4 separate regions of the Sus scrofa genome follow, and all the other regions are linked to region 3. Evidence: chromatin contacts called from public HiChIP or PLAC-seq data. All regions are on one chromosome and are shown on one strand. The core of a region is the stretch at or near the end of the contact, and the rest is flanking DNA. Distances in the headings are between cores, read along the strand shown.

Region 1 (2,700 bases), core at 116-2,615, 330 kb before region 3:
TAGACACATTCATAGAGACAACAAGTAGAATAGAGGTTTCCGGGACTGGGGGGAGGAGAAAATGAGTAGTTGTTTTAACAGGTACAGTGTTTGCGGGGTTCGTGTCGTGGCTCAGTGGTTAACAAACCTGACTAGGATCCTTGAGGACTCAGGTTCGATCCCTGGCCTTGCTCAGTGGGTTAAGGAGCCGGTGTTGCCATGTGCTGTGGTGTAGGTTGCAGACATGGCTGAGATCTAGCGTTGCTGTGGCTGTGGTGTAGGCCGGCAGCTGTAGTTCTGATTCAGCCCTTAGCCTGGGAACCTCCATATGCCATGGGTGTGGCCCTAAAAAGACAAAAGACAAAAAAAAAAAAAAAAAACAGGTATACTGTTTGGGATGACAAAGTTCTGGAAATGGAAAATGGTGATGGTTGCACAACACGATAAATGTCCTTTAAGCAAATGAATGGTACACTTAAAAGTGGTCAAAATGGTAAATTGTATGTTGTATATATTTTACCACAATTTTGTTACAGTGGAAGGAAAAATCAATTTCATATATTTCATGTATTTCCAGCAACAGTTCTAGGGGGACTTAGTCCATCAAGTCAAGTTCACCAGCAACTACCCAGTGTGCCCCATGGCTCCCAGGGTGGGTGTGACCTACAGGACTGCCCACTTTTGACACCTTCCACTCAGTTAATAAGATAGGAATTGAACAGTTCTGAGTTTAAAAAATGGGTTCAATGTCACAGTGCAGCTCTTTAAATAAAGTCCATAGAGTCCAGGCCTTCCTTCTTATTTCCTTTGTTTTGGTTTCACTTTTCTTTTTTTCTTTCTTTCTGAGTTCTATTTTTTTTTTTTTTCTTTTTCAGGGCCACACCCACGGCATATGGAGGTTCCCAGGCTAAGGGTCAAATCAGAACTACAGCTGTCAGCCTACACCATAGCCACAGCAACAGCAGATCTGAGCCCTGTCTGCAACCTACACCACAGCTCATGGCAAGGCCAGATCAAACCCTCAACCTCGTGGTTCCTAGTCGGATTCGTTAACCACTGAGCCACAGAAGGAACTCCTCTTTCTTTTTTTTCTTTCTTTCTTTCTTTTTTTTTTTTTTTTCATTTGGCTTTTTAGGGCTGCACTTGCAGCATATGGAGGTTCCCAGGCTAGGGCTCAAATCAGAGCTGCAGATGCCAGCCTACACCACAGCCACAGCAACACCACATCTGAGCCTCATCTGTGACCTACATCACAGCTCACGGAAATGCCAAATCCTTAACCCATTGAGCGAGGCCAGGGATCAAACCCTCATTCTCACATACTAGTCAGTTTCGTTACCACTGAGCCAGGACAGGAACTCCAGTTTCACTTTTCTAACACTTGTCCTTTAGCTTTAAAGCTAATTTTTTTTTTACTTCCTGGTCCCGCCTTGGTAGGGCAATGACTTATTATATTACATTTCCTCATAACATTTCCCAATGCACTCTTATTTCTCCTCCCTCCCCAGAAAAGCCTGGTAAGTATGCTCACTGTTGCCTAGGACACTTATCATAAGAATATACAGAATTTCCTCGGTAAGTTGTTATTGTTTTATACTTTCAAGGCTACACATTTCAAAGTTGTATAGACAAAGGGTTAAATACTTCATGCCTGTGGAAATGTCTTCTGGGTTAATGGTCAAGCTAATATAAAAGAGGAGGGAGCTTTGATAATACGTCCCCCAGAGGAGGCTTTGTGATTTGAATGGAATGAGGAAAGTCCACAATGACTTAGTATTTTTAACAAAAATGAGAGAACTAAGAATCTAGGGAGATGGCCCCATTTCATCTTCCTTTATGACAATGGGCAGAGGATGTAGCTAGGGAGAACAAGGTACCATATAAAAGATCACAGCTGATAGTATGCTATTGCTCAAGGATATTCACCTGAATTTTAGACACCAGTGCCTAGAACAGACATACTTAAAAATAGTCTGTCCATCCAGCTCTGGAAGAACCTCTCTGAAACGGACCTATTCCCAGCCAAGGATTGGACACAGGGTCCAGGGCATTATTTCACTTATTTTACTCTAGAGTTTGGGGATCTCTTTGGGTTTTATTTATAATTCGAAGGGTTCTACTTTAGCGAGTTTATGTAAACCACCACAGAGCAGAAGAATGTGATCCTTTTAATTTGCTTTTACTAGCACGGTCTTGCTTATTTCATCTAAGCCAAAGAAGTCCCTATATCCCCAGCTGGAGAGTAACAACACCTTCTCCGGAGAAGCCTGAATCTTCCCATCACCTGTTTGTGGCACAGGTGAATTGCTTCGACACAACTTAGGGCTGCTAATTATGCCTCACTCCTGACCTATAAGCTATAAGCATGGCTAGCTCTAATAAACCCAGAGCTTTCTAACAGGGGTACAGCTCAGCTCTGAAATCGGATCTGTCCAGAAGATACCAAATTGTCCAGGTCTTACTTAGCTAAAATATATGCCTCATGATTTAAATGTGGACCTGCAAAGTCAACCTGATTTTCTCAACCACTTTCACAATCAAAAAACTGCACTGCCCTCACCCAGCCCAACCATTTGGTAATTCAAGTCAGACATCAAGATAAATGCTCACTATGCTCTGCCTACACGATTGCAGTCTGGTCTTGCTTTCTGCCTTCAGCACACCTCCCAAATCTCTCAGACAGCCTGGAAGTTTTGTAAAAAGGCACTTTGTCAGCCGACT
Region 2 (2,700 bases), core at 170-2,669, 360 kb before region 3:
TTTTTTAATGATTTTTATTTTTTCCATCATAGCTGGTTTACAGTGTTCTGCCAGTTTTCTACTATACAGCAAGGTGACCCAGTCACAAGTACATATATACATTCTTTTTCTCACATTATCATGCTCCATCAGAAGTGCCTAGATATGGTTCCCAGTGCTACACAGCAGAAACCCATTGCTTATAGATTTTTGGATTGAAGGACATAAACTGGTGGAATGTGAAAGGATGGGAAAACATACATCATGCAAAACAGCAACCATAAGAAAGCTGGAGTGACTCAATGAGAAAAAAAGACTGTGAGACAAAAAAAAAAAAATTACTAAAGGGGAACACTACAATAATGGGGTCCAATCATCAGGAAAATTTAATCACACACACACACAACCAAAGAGAGCCTCAAAATATATGAAGCAAGTCTGACAAGAGGAAAGGAAACCAGACAATTCAACAATAATAAAGACTTCAGCACTTTCAGTAATGGATAAAACTAAGCAAAAGATCCACAAGAGAAGTCCTTCTTAACAACTCCATACACAAACTAGATCATACAGATATCTATAGAGCACTCTACCCAACAGTAGAATATACAGTCCTCTTGAGTATACATGAACATCCTCTAGGACAGACCACAGTAGGCTGTAAATTGTTTCAATAAACTTAAAGGACTGAAACACAGTGGAGTAAAATTAGAATTCAGCCAAAGCAAATTTGGGAAATTCACAAAAATGTGGAAATTAACGTATTTTGCCACAGTAATTATATTCAAACCATTTACTAGTTCCTCAGTTGATTTCCCTTATATAAAATCCTGCCATCTACAAATAATAAAAATTCCGAATTCTCCTTAAAGATAAAACTAAACTAAAACCTTGTCACTGAAATATACTGTAACACTATTTTTTCTCTTGCTTAATGTGTATATAAAACAGAAGAAATTTAGGCGCACAAAAAATTAGACTAAAAGAGCATACCTATTTAATCTATTTCAAACCAATTCTATGAAGGGATTGGGAGGAGAGAAATTAGGAAAACAGTGTTGAATAAGAGTAGAAAAAGAACCAAAAAGTAAATCAGAGAAGCAATGGGGCAGGAGTGACAGTTAACACCTATGGAGCAGTTATCATGTGCCAGGCTGTCACTTAAAACGTTCTGCTCTATTAACTCACTTAATATAATCTCAAGAGGTAAGTACTCATTATTACCATTTTACAGATGGAAAAATCTGAGGTACATAAAGGTAGTCTGACAAAGATGAAATAACTAACAGGGGACAAAGCTAGCAAGTTAAATTTCAAGACTAGACACCTTGGTATCAACAGCTCTACTCACCCCCTTGCCATTCTACATTGCCATTACGCTCTACTTCAGTGCTATAGGAGGTGAGACCACAGAGGGGAGAAAACAGAACAACTTCATTAATCCTATTGTGTCAGACATTCACTCTTGTTAAAGGTCTCAAAATTGGGAGTTCCTGTTGTGGCTCAGTGGTTAACGAATCTGACTAGGAACCACGAGGTTTCGGGTTGATCCCTGGCCTCGCTCAGTGGGTTAAGGATCTGGTGTTGTCGTGTACTGTGGTGTAGGTTAGCTCGGATCTGACGTTGCTGTGGCTGTGGTCTAGGCCAGTGGCTGCAGTTCAGAATTCGACCCCTAGCCTGGGAACCTCCATATGCCATGGGTGCAGCCCTAAGGACAGAAGACAAGTAAATAAATTTCTACTTTGGTACTTACTGTGTAATCTTGTGCAAAGTTCTCAAACCTCTTTGAGACTGAGGACATAAGGCTATGGTGCTTGTGATGATTAAACAAGGTAATGATTATCTTTAAATGTGAGGGCTGTCCAGTTAAGTATCAGTTCCCTTGTCTCTCAATAACATTCCATTGGAGGGGAGATGCTTTAAAGACAGCTATTTGTAATTTAGTACTGAGTATGGAACATGTGTTGTGGGTTTTGTAGTGGAAAAGACTTGGTAAATATGAAATCTGTTCTGCTATAAAACATTCACAGGCATACCTCAGAGATGCAGTTTCAATTCTAAACCACCATAATAAAGCAAATATCGCAAAGTGAGTCCACAAATTTTTTGGTTTCCCAGTATACACAGAATTATGTTTATTGCACTGTAGTCTAAGTGTGCAATAGCATTATGTCTAAAAACACAATGTACATACCTTAATTTAAAATTACTTTATTAGGAGTTCCCATTGTGGCTCAGCGGGAATGAACCCAACTAGGATCTATGAGGATGTGGGTTCAATCCCTGGCCTTGCTCAGTGAGTTAGGATCTTGGCATTGCTGTGAGCTGTGGTGTAGGTCACAGACACAGCTTGGGTGCCCTGGGTGCTGTGGCTGTGGCATAGGCCGGCAGCTGCAGCTCTGATTCAACCCCGAGCCTGGGAACCTCCATATGCCATGGGTGTGGCCCTAAAAAGGAAAAAAAAATTTTTTTTAATTTTAAAAATTAAAAAAAAACAAAAACACTTTAGTAACAAAAATCACTGATCACAGATCACCATAACAAATGATGGAAAAGTTTGAAATATTCTGAGCATCACCAAAATGTGACAGACACAAAGTGAGTAAATGCTGTTAGAAAAATGGCACCAGTAGACCTGCTCAATGCAGGACTGCCACAAACCTTCAATTCGTAAAAAAAAAAAAAAAAAAAAAAAACGCATTATCTGCTGAGAGCATTAAG
Region 3 (2,700 bases), core at 109-2,608:
AACCAAAGGCAATAGTTTTCAAAAGAGAAAAAAGAACTTTCAATAAAACAAATCAAAACAACTGCAAAAGAAATGCAGATTCTAGCTAACTTAGAAAAAAATGTGTTTGTTCCCTGAGATAGCAGCATAGGGATGGATCCTACAGAGGGTATCTGCCTTCCAGCAACTGCAGCTGTGGGGGCTGTAAGTAAGCCTTATGCCTTTTGATGAGTAGATGATGGTATTGTGTGTGCAAATGTGCTTTAGGATCACAAAAGAGGGAGCAAGTGATTAGTTACTGATTAAGTGATTAACTGCTCCAAAGGTTACACCCTCAGAAGACAGGTAAATGGTCTTCAAGAATGACTAAGAATTACACAAGTGGACAAGAATGAGAGTATTTTAACTTTAGGGAACAGCAAGTGCGTCTCTTACACCTAAGAGTTACAGATAAGAATCTGCAAAAAGATGTTTGAAAACGGTCACAGCAATTGACCCTTTTAAGCGGTTGTCGCTTCCTAGGTTAAAATCACCTAGGGAGCTTTTGAAAAATCCTGAAGCCCAGACCAATTAAAGCTGAATCTATGTGGTTGGCAGAAATATCTTTTAAAGTCACCCAAACCAGCACCTTCTTCCCGCCCCCGCCATGATTCCAATGTGCGGGCAGGGTTGAGAATAACCGCTTTAGAGCAGGAAGCAAAATTAAGCGTGGATTTTGAGGCGGCGGCGGAGGGAGGGTGGGAGGGAGTGGCGGCAGGGCATAGAAGATGAACTGAAAACCCTTGGAAGGCAGGGCGGCTTCTTGAAGAGAAAGGACAAGAACCAAGTGAGAATCAGCGGTAGAGGATTTAAGGGCTGTTTGTGGTAGAACTGCCAGGATTTGGGGGGCCGGTAACTAGCTGAACATATATCCAACTTGATTAAAGTGAAGTTATCCCGCCAGCGGCCCCGTTGCTAGCCCCAATCATATTTTTTCGCCTCTTTTCCCACAGCTTAAAAAAAAACCCAACAATGACGGACACGTCTTCTATCCCACGAAAGGCGCATGGGCAGACTGTGGGAGGTGCAAAGATCTGAGAAGTCACCAGCGCGCAGCCGCAACCATTTCTTCGAAATTCCAGAACCACAAGTCCGGAACATTTGGGGTCGCGTAGCCTCCCCGGCCGGGTTGCACCCACCAGGGAAGCGCTAATCGACACCTAAGCGCAAACGGGAGCCTTTTAAATCCCGGAGAGCGGCGAGAGCAAGGGCGGGGCAACCGCTGACGTTCGCGGTGACGTCACCGGTTCCGCCCTCACACTCACTTCCGGCAGCGGGCGGCCCCCGCTTCCGCTTTTCCTGCCCGCGCGCCGGCCCCGCCCCACTCCCACGCGCCCCCAGCGTCCCGGCGCCCGACAGCCCGGAGAAAAGGCGCAGGTTGCTGTCGGAAGTCCCCCTTTGGTTCCCCTTCCGTTCTGCCTAACGACTTCCGCTTTGGGCCGTCAACATGGACGCTGCGGCTGCCTGGCGGAGCAGCCTCTGATCGGTCGCGGGGGTGCAGCCTCTCTGCTGCGGCCACCTGGCTTCCCCGCCCTCCCCGCTTCCCCCCGCCCCTCGCTCCCGTCCCTGGAGCCGGCGGGCTCGTCGCTACATGGGGGCGGGCCTCTGCGGCCGCAGCACGGCTTCCTGTTCAGAGGCGGCCCCGCTGTAGGCGGCGGCGAATCCGCCCGCGACCACTTAGGCGCGGTGACCGAGTGCCCGTGAGGGAGGCTCGCGGGCCGCATTTTGTGCCCTGCGCCAAGCCCGGCCCTGCGCCGCCATGGCCCCAGTGCAGCTGGAGAACCACCAGCTGGTCCCGCCCGGAGGCGGCGGCGGGGGCAGCGGCGGCCCCGCGTCAGCCCCGGCGCCTCCTCCTCCCGGAGCCGCCGTGGCGGCGGCCGCTGCGGCCGCGGCTAGCCCTGGCTACCGGCTGAGCACCCTCATCGAATTTCTGCTGCACCGGGCCTACTCGGAGCTCATGGTGCTGACGGACCTGTAAGTGCCGCGAAATCCATGCCTGCTCCCCAGCCCCCCCCTTCCCGCCCAATGGCCTGAGAGAGGTTCGAACCTCCTTCCCTCCAAGAGGTTGCTGCTTTCTCTTCTTCGCTAGGCTGCTTAGTCTAGAATTTCTGAACTCATGGGCTTCAAAGGAGGTGGAGGAGAGGCTTTGCATTTGGAAGTCTTTCTGGAGATGAAGCAACGGAGACTTGTTAATTATGCACGTTGTTAGATTTTCCTTGAAAAGCCCTTCTTTGGGAGGTTTGCTCATTTGCCAGCTGAGCCCTATTGATTTCTTGGCTGGAGGCTTTTTAACCCAGGCCCCAAGTTTAGGGTTTAGGAGTACATAGTATTCGAGCTTAAAAAAAGAAAAGAAAAGGAAAAAATCCCAAAGATGGGAAACTGTTTTACAACCTCCTCTTACAGTACATTTTAAATGTAGGTTGTAATTGCTTCTGACAAAGTTTGAACTCAGGAGATGTGTATAAAATAATACAAAATTTGGGGTTCCAAGTTTGTTTTTCTGGAACATTTAAAACTGAAGTCTTCACGCATGAAGTGTAAGTAGAGATTTTTTAAGACTGGCCTGCTGTTATTGTCTCTTGGGGTATGAAGGGAGTTTGTAAATCACCAAGTTACCAGTGAAATGCCTTGGGACATGATTAGGTTGTTAATCCCTTCAGAATAGGATCAGAATACACTGTA
Region 4 (2,700 bases), core at 101-2,600, 310 kb before region 3:
CCCAGGAACTTCTATGTGCTGCAAATGCAGCCAAATTAAAAAAAAAAAAAAAAAAGAAAGGCATTTTCTCTGACCGCCCCCCCCCCAAGCATTTCCAGTCTGTATCTACCCTACAGAAACACTCCTAAACAGGTACAATGACACAAAAGACATTGCCATTAATCATAGGATTTTGTTAATTGTAACACAGAGTGACAGTGAAATAAACAATGGAATATGCACCTTGGGAATATTATGAGGCCGTTAAAAAGAAATAGGTAGATCTATGTGTCATAATATGGAATGACTCCCAAGACAAATTGTTTTGTGAATAGAGCAAAGTGCAAAAAGACAGGTATACTATGAAACAAAAACAAAAAACCTACAAAATAATGCCATATGTTTTATAAGCATATATATGTAGAAAAGTACATGTAAATGATAACTACTAACGGAGGTTACCTCTGGGAAGGGAAGGGAATCAGGATGGGGGATGGTGACTGAAAGGACTTGAGCCTTATTCTTATTGACTTAAGTGTCTTTCAAAGATAATTATTGCTCGTGGAATGAGAAATTAATATTTTATAAAGGGCATTCAACTGTATAGCAAACCTTGTCACTCCCCCCGCCCTTGGTCCCTCCCCCTTATCACTTTAGTGCACACTGGCCCAACTTCCAATCGCTAGGTCCTGGAGTACTTTGCCTGAGGGTTTTCTCTTGCCACTGGAGCCTGCCCTTCTACTGGAGTCAGCTTTGCCACCCCTGTAGCTGCTGGAAAATGATGGGTAATGAACCTTCCTAGAGGCAGCCTTCAACCAACGACTGCTGGGAGTTGGGGTACCTCTCAGTTAGGGACCAGTCGGAGGCAGAAGTCCCATTAGTTATTTGGGGTATTTTTGTTTGCTTTTTTGGTTTTTTTTTTATGCAAGGAATCGATTTATTACGATAGGACGCTTGTAAGAGATGCAAGCGGGCAGGCAAGAAGGCTCTGCCCCATTAGTTATTTGAACAGACAGGATTTTGTATATAAAATGTGAAGTAGGCATAAAGTTGGTAAGGAGGTAACTCAAATGGGGAAGAAAACTGGAAGGTATCTTAGAGTAGAAAGCCAAAACCTGCAACCACCCCCAGCGCGTGAGCACAAAGGAAAGAGAAGGGAATTGTTATAACTTCAAAGCTTAGAGAAAGGGGGCTCCAGGAAGCTGGGACCCAGACCTCTGAGGAGGGTGTGCTACTCACCTCATGTGGCGGCTGGTGTTTCTGATGGGGGTCTGATGAGGCTCGTTCTGCAAAGGCTGGAAACTGCAAACTGGATTCTGCTGTGGACACGGCAAAGGTGCTGCTGGTCGGGGGTGCTTTTGTGCTGCCGGTTCAGGGTGAGGGGGGGCGCGGTGAAGCAATGCTCCGAACGGGGATGCTGACAGAAGCAGGAAGCTGACAGGAAGGAAGAAGGAAGGACAGAAAGGAGTTTCAATTCCTTCATTCCTCTCCAGCCCTGCCGGCTCCCCCATCACCCTCCTGTAGGCAGAGTCTAACAGGCAGCAGTTGGCAAAAGCAGAAATGTGGATGGTAGAATCCCATCCCCAGAATCAAAAGGTATAGAAGGGGAGTGTGAAGCTTACTAACTTCAGAGCTTAAGCACATACACAAAAATAAAGTTCTCTTATTATTACAAACTCATGGAGTTTTAAAACATTTGAGTCGAAAAAAAAAAAGGAAAAAAAGAAAGCATAAAATATTTGATGTATAAATATATATACTACTTGGCAGTCATTATGCTTTTTGATGTTCAAATTGTCCTATCTTGGGGCCAGTGAGAACCCCTTAAAAAGTCGATTTCTTAGTCCTTACATTTGACTCTTACTCCAACTTGTGTATTTGCAGCCTCAGAATTGAAATTAGCCATTTCTCTACAGAGTGCTGCATGTTTATTTGCTTAAATTATATTTAGTCACCACAATCTAGATGCTGTGTATTTATTGCTATTATGTTGTCATTTCTCTTAGGCTTTTTGGTGCACAGAGCTAGGAAAGACATATTTTTTAGAAAAAGAAAAATCATGAATGCTGCTATTTTCAATCTTAATTTAAAGAGCAAAGGATTTTTTACTTATATCTTTGACTTCGTATCTCCTCTCCTATATAAAGTCTCGGATCTTAATGATATTAACATAATAAGTTGTTCACTTTCTTCTAGTATATGGATACAATAGTGTCTGGGTAGCAATACCAAGGTGCGTTGCTTAGTCCACTGAATGTCATTTAAGATTTATTTGCAGTCCTTTTTGTTCTTAGGATCTAGCCCACTGGGGATGTATGGTAAAAAGACTGTGTTTGCAAGTCACTTGAAGTAATTATTGTCTGTGTAGTTTTGCCACCAGCTTGAAAGGTTCGTTTGTTTCCATGTGTTTTGAGGTTTTTAAGGGCTGCTTTTTTTTTCTTCTTCTTTTTATTCATTTTCAGTTTTTTAATTATTTAAAACAATCTTATGGTTCCAATGTGTATTCATGCTCTTTTGCTGCATAACAAATTAAACCAAACTTAGTAGTTTAAAATAAATATTTATTATCTCACAGTTTCAGAAGGTCAGAAAACTAGGACTGCTTAGCTGGGTGGTTCTAGCTGAGGGTTTCTCGTGAAATATAGTCTAGCTGTCAGCTGGGGCTACAGTCATCTCAAGGTGACTTGGGGCTGAATGATCTGCTTCCAAGACATTCACCTT

Evidence for each region. HiChIP or PLAC-seq counts read pairs in DNA pulled down with a chosen protein or histone mark.
Region 1: a contact with region 3 is called in an H3K27ac HiChIP or PLAC-seq map of alveolar macrophages. The contact joins the enhancer-like site here to the promoter of MED14 in region 3. A contact is called at or near these places in 2 of 5 promoter capture datasets (fetal liver and liver), 6 of 47 Hi-C or Micro-C datasets (embryonic fibroblasts, epiblast stem cells, heart right ventricle and 2 more) and 2 of 2 datasets of contacts at active chromatin or transcription factors (alveolar macrophages and skeletal muscle).
Region 2: a contact with region 3 is called in an H3K27ac HiChIP or PLAC-seq map of alveolar macrophages. The contact joins the enhancer-like site here to the promoter of MED14 in region 3. A contact is called at or near these places in 2 of 5 promoter capture datasets (fetal liver and liver), 6 of 47 Hi-C or Micro-C datasets (embryonic fibroblasts, epiblast stem cells, heart right ventricle and 2 more) and 2 of 2 datasets of contacts at active chromatin or transcription factors (alveolar macrophages and skeletal muscle).
Region 4: an H3K27ac HiChIP or PLAC-seq map of alveolar macrophages shows a contact between it and region 3. The contact joins the promoter of USP9X here to the promoter of MED14 in region 3. A contact is called at or near these places in 1 of 5 promoter capture datasets (fetal liver) and 1 of 2 datasets of contacts at active chromatin or transcription factors (alveolar macrophages).

The regions. Positions count from the first base shown.
Region 1 is chrX:36,755,141-36,757,840 of Sscrofa11.1, reverse strand. The region is part of intron 1 of USP9X (probable ubiquitin carboxyl-terminal hydrolase FAF-X); the gene reads right to left. Among named protein-coding and RNA genes, the nearest start is that of USP9X, 20 kb to the right of the region's middle. Within about 2 kb of position 1,365, at least 9 of the 83 cell types and tissues checked have an H3K27ac peak or open chromatin away from gene starts, as enhancers often do. A contact at or near this core is called in alveolar macrophages, where this site is marked.
Region 2 is chrX:36,778,595-36,781,294 of Sscrofa11.1, reverse strand. All of the region lies in intron 1 of USP9X (probable ubiquitin carboxyl-terminal hydrolase FAF-X), which reads right to left. Among named protein-coding and RNA genes, the nearest start is that of USP9X, 44 kb to the right of the region's middle. Within about 2 kb of position 1,419, at least 1 of the 83 cell types and tissues checked has an H3K27ac peak or open chromatin away from gene starts, as enhancers often do. A contact at or near this core is called in alveolar macrophages, where this site is marked.
Region 3 is chrX:36,423,495-36,426,194 of Sscrofa11.1, reverse strand. MED14 (mediator of RNA polymerase II transcription subunit 14) reads left to right here and starts at 1,358. Exons shown (of 30, transcript XM_021080844.1): 1 at 1,358-1,992. The coding sequence starts at 1,778.
Region 4 is chrX:36,734,699-36,737,398 of Sscrofa11.1, reverse strand. USP9X (probable ubiquitin carboxyl-terminal hydrolase FAF-X) reads right to left here and starts at 1,350. Exons shown (of 45, transcript XM_021080148.1): 1 at 1,219-1,350.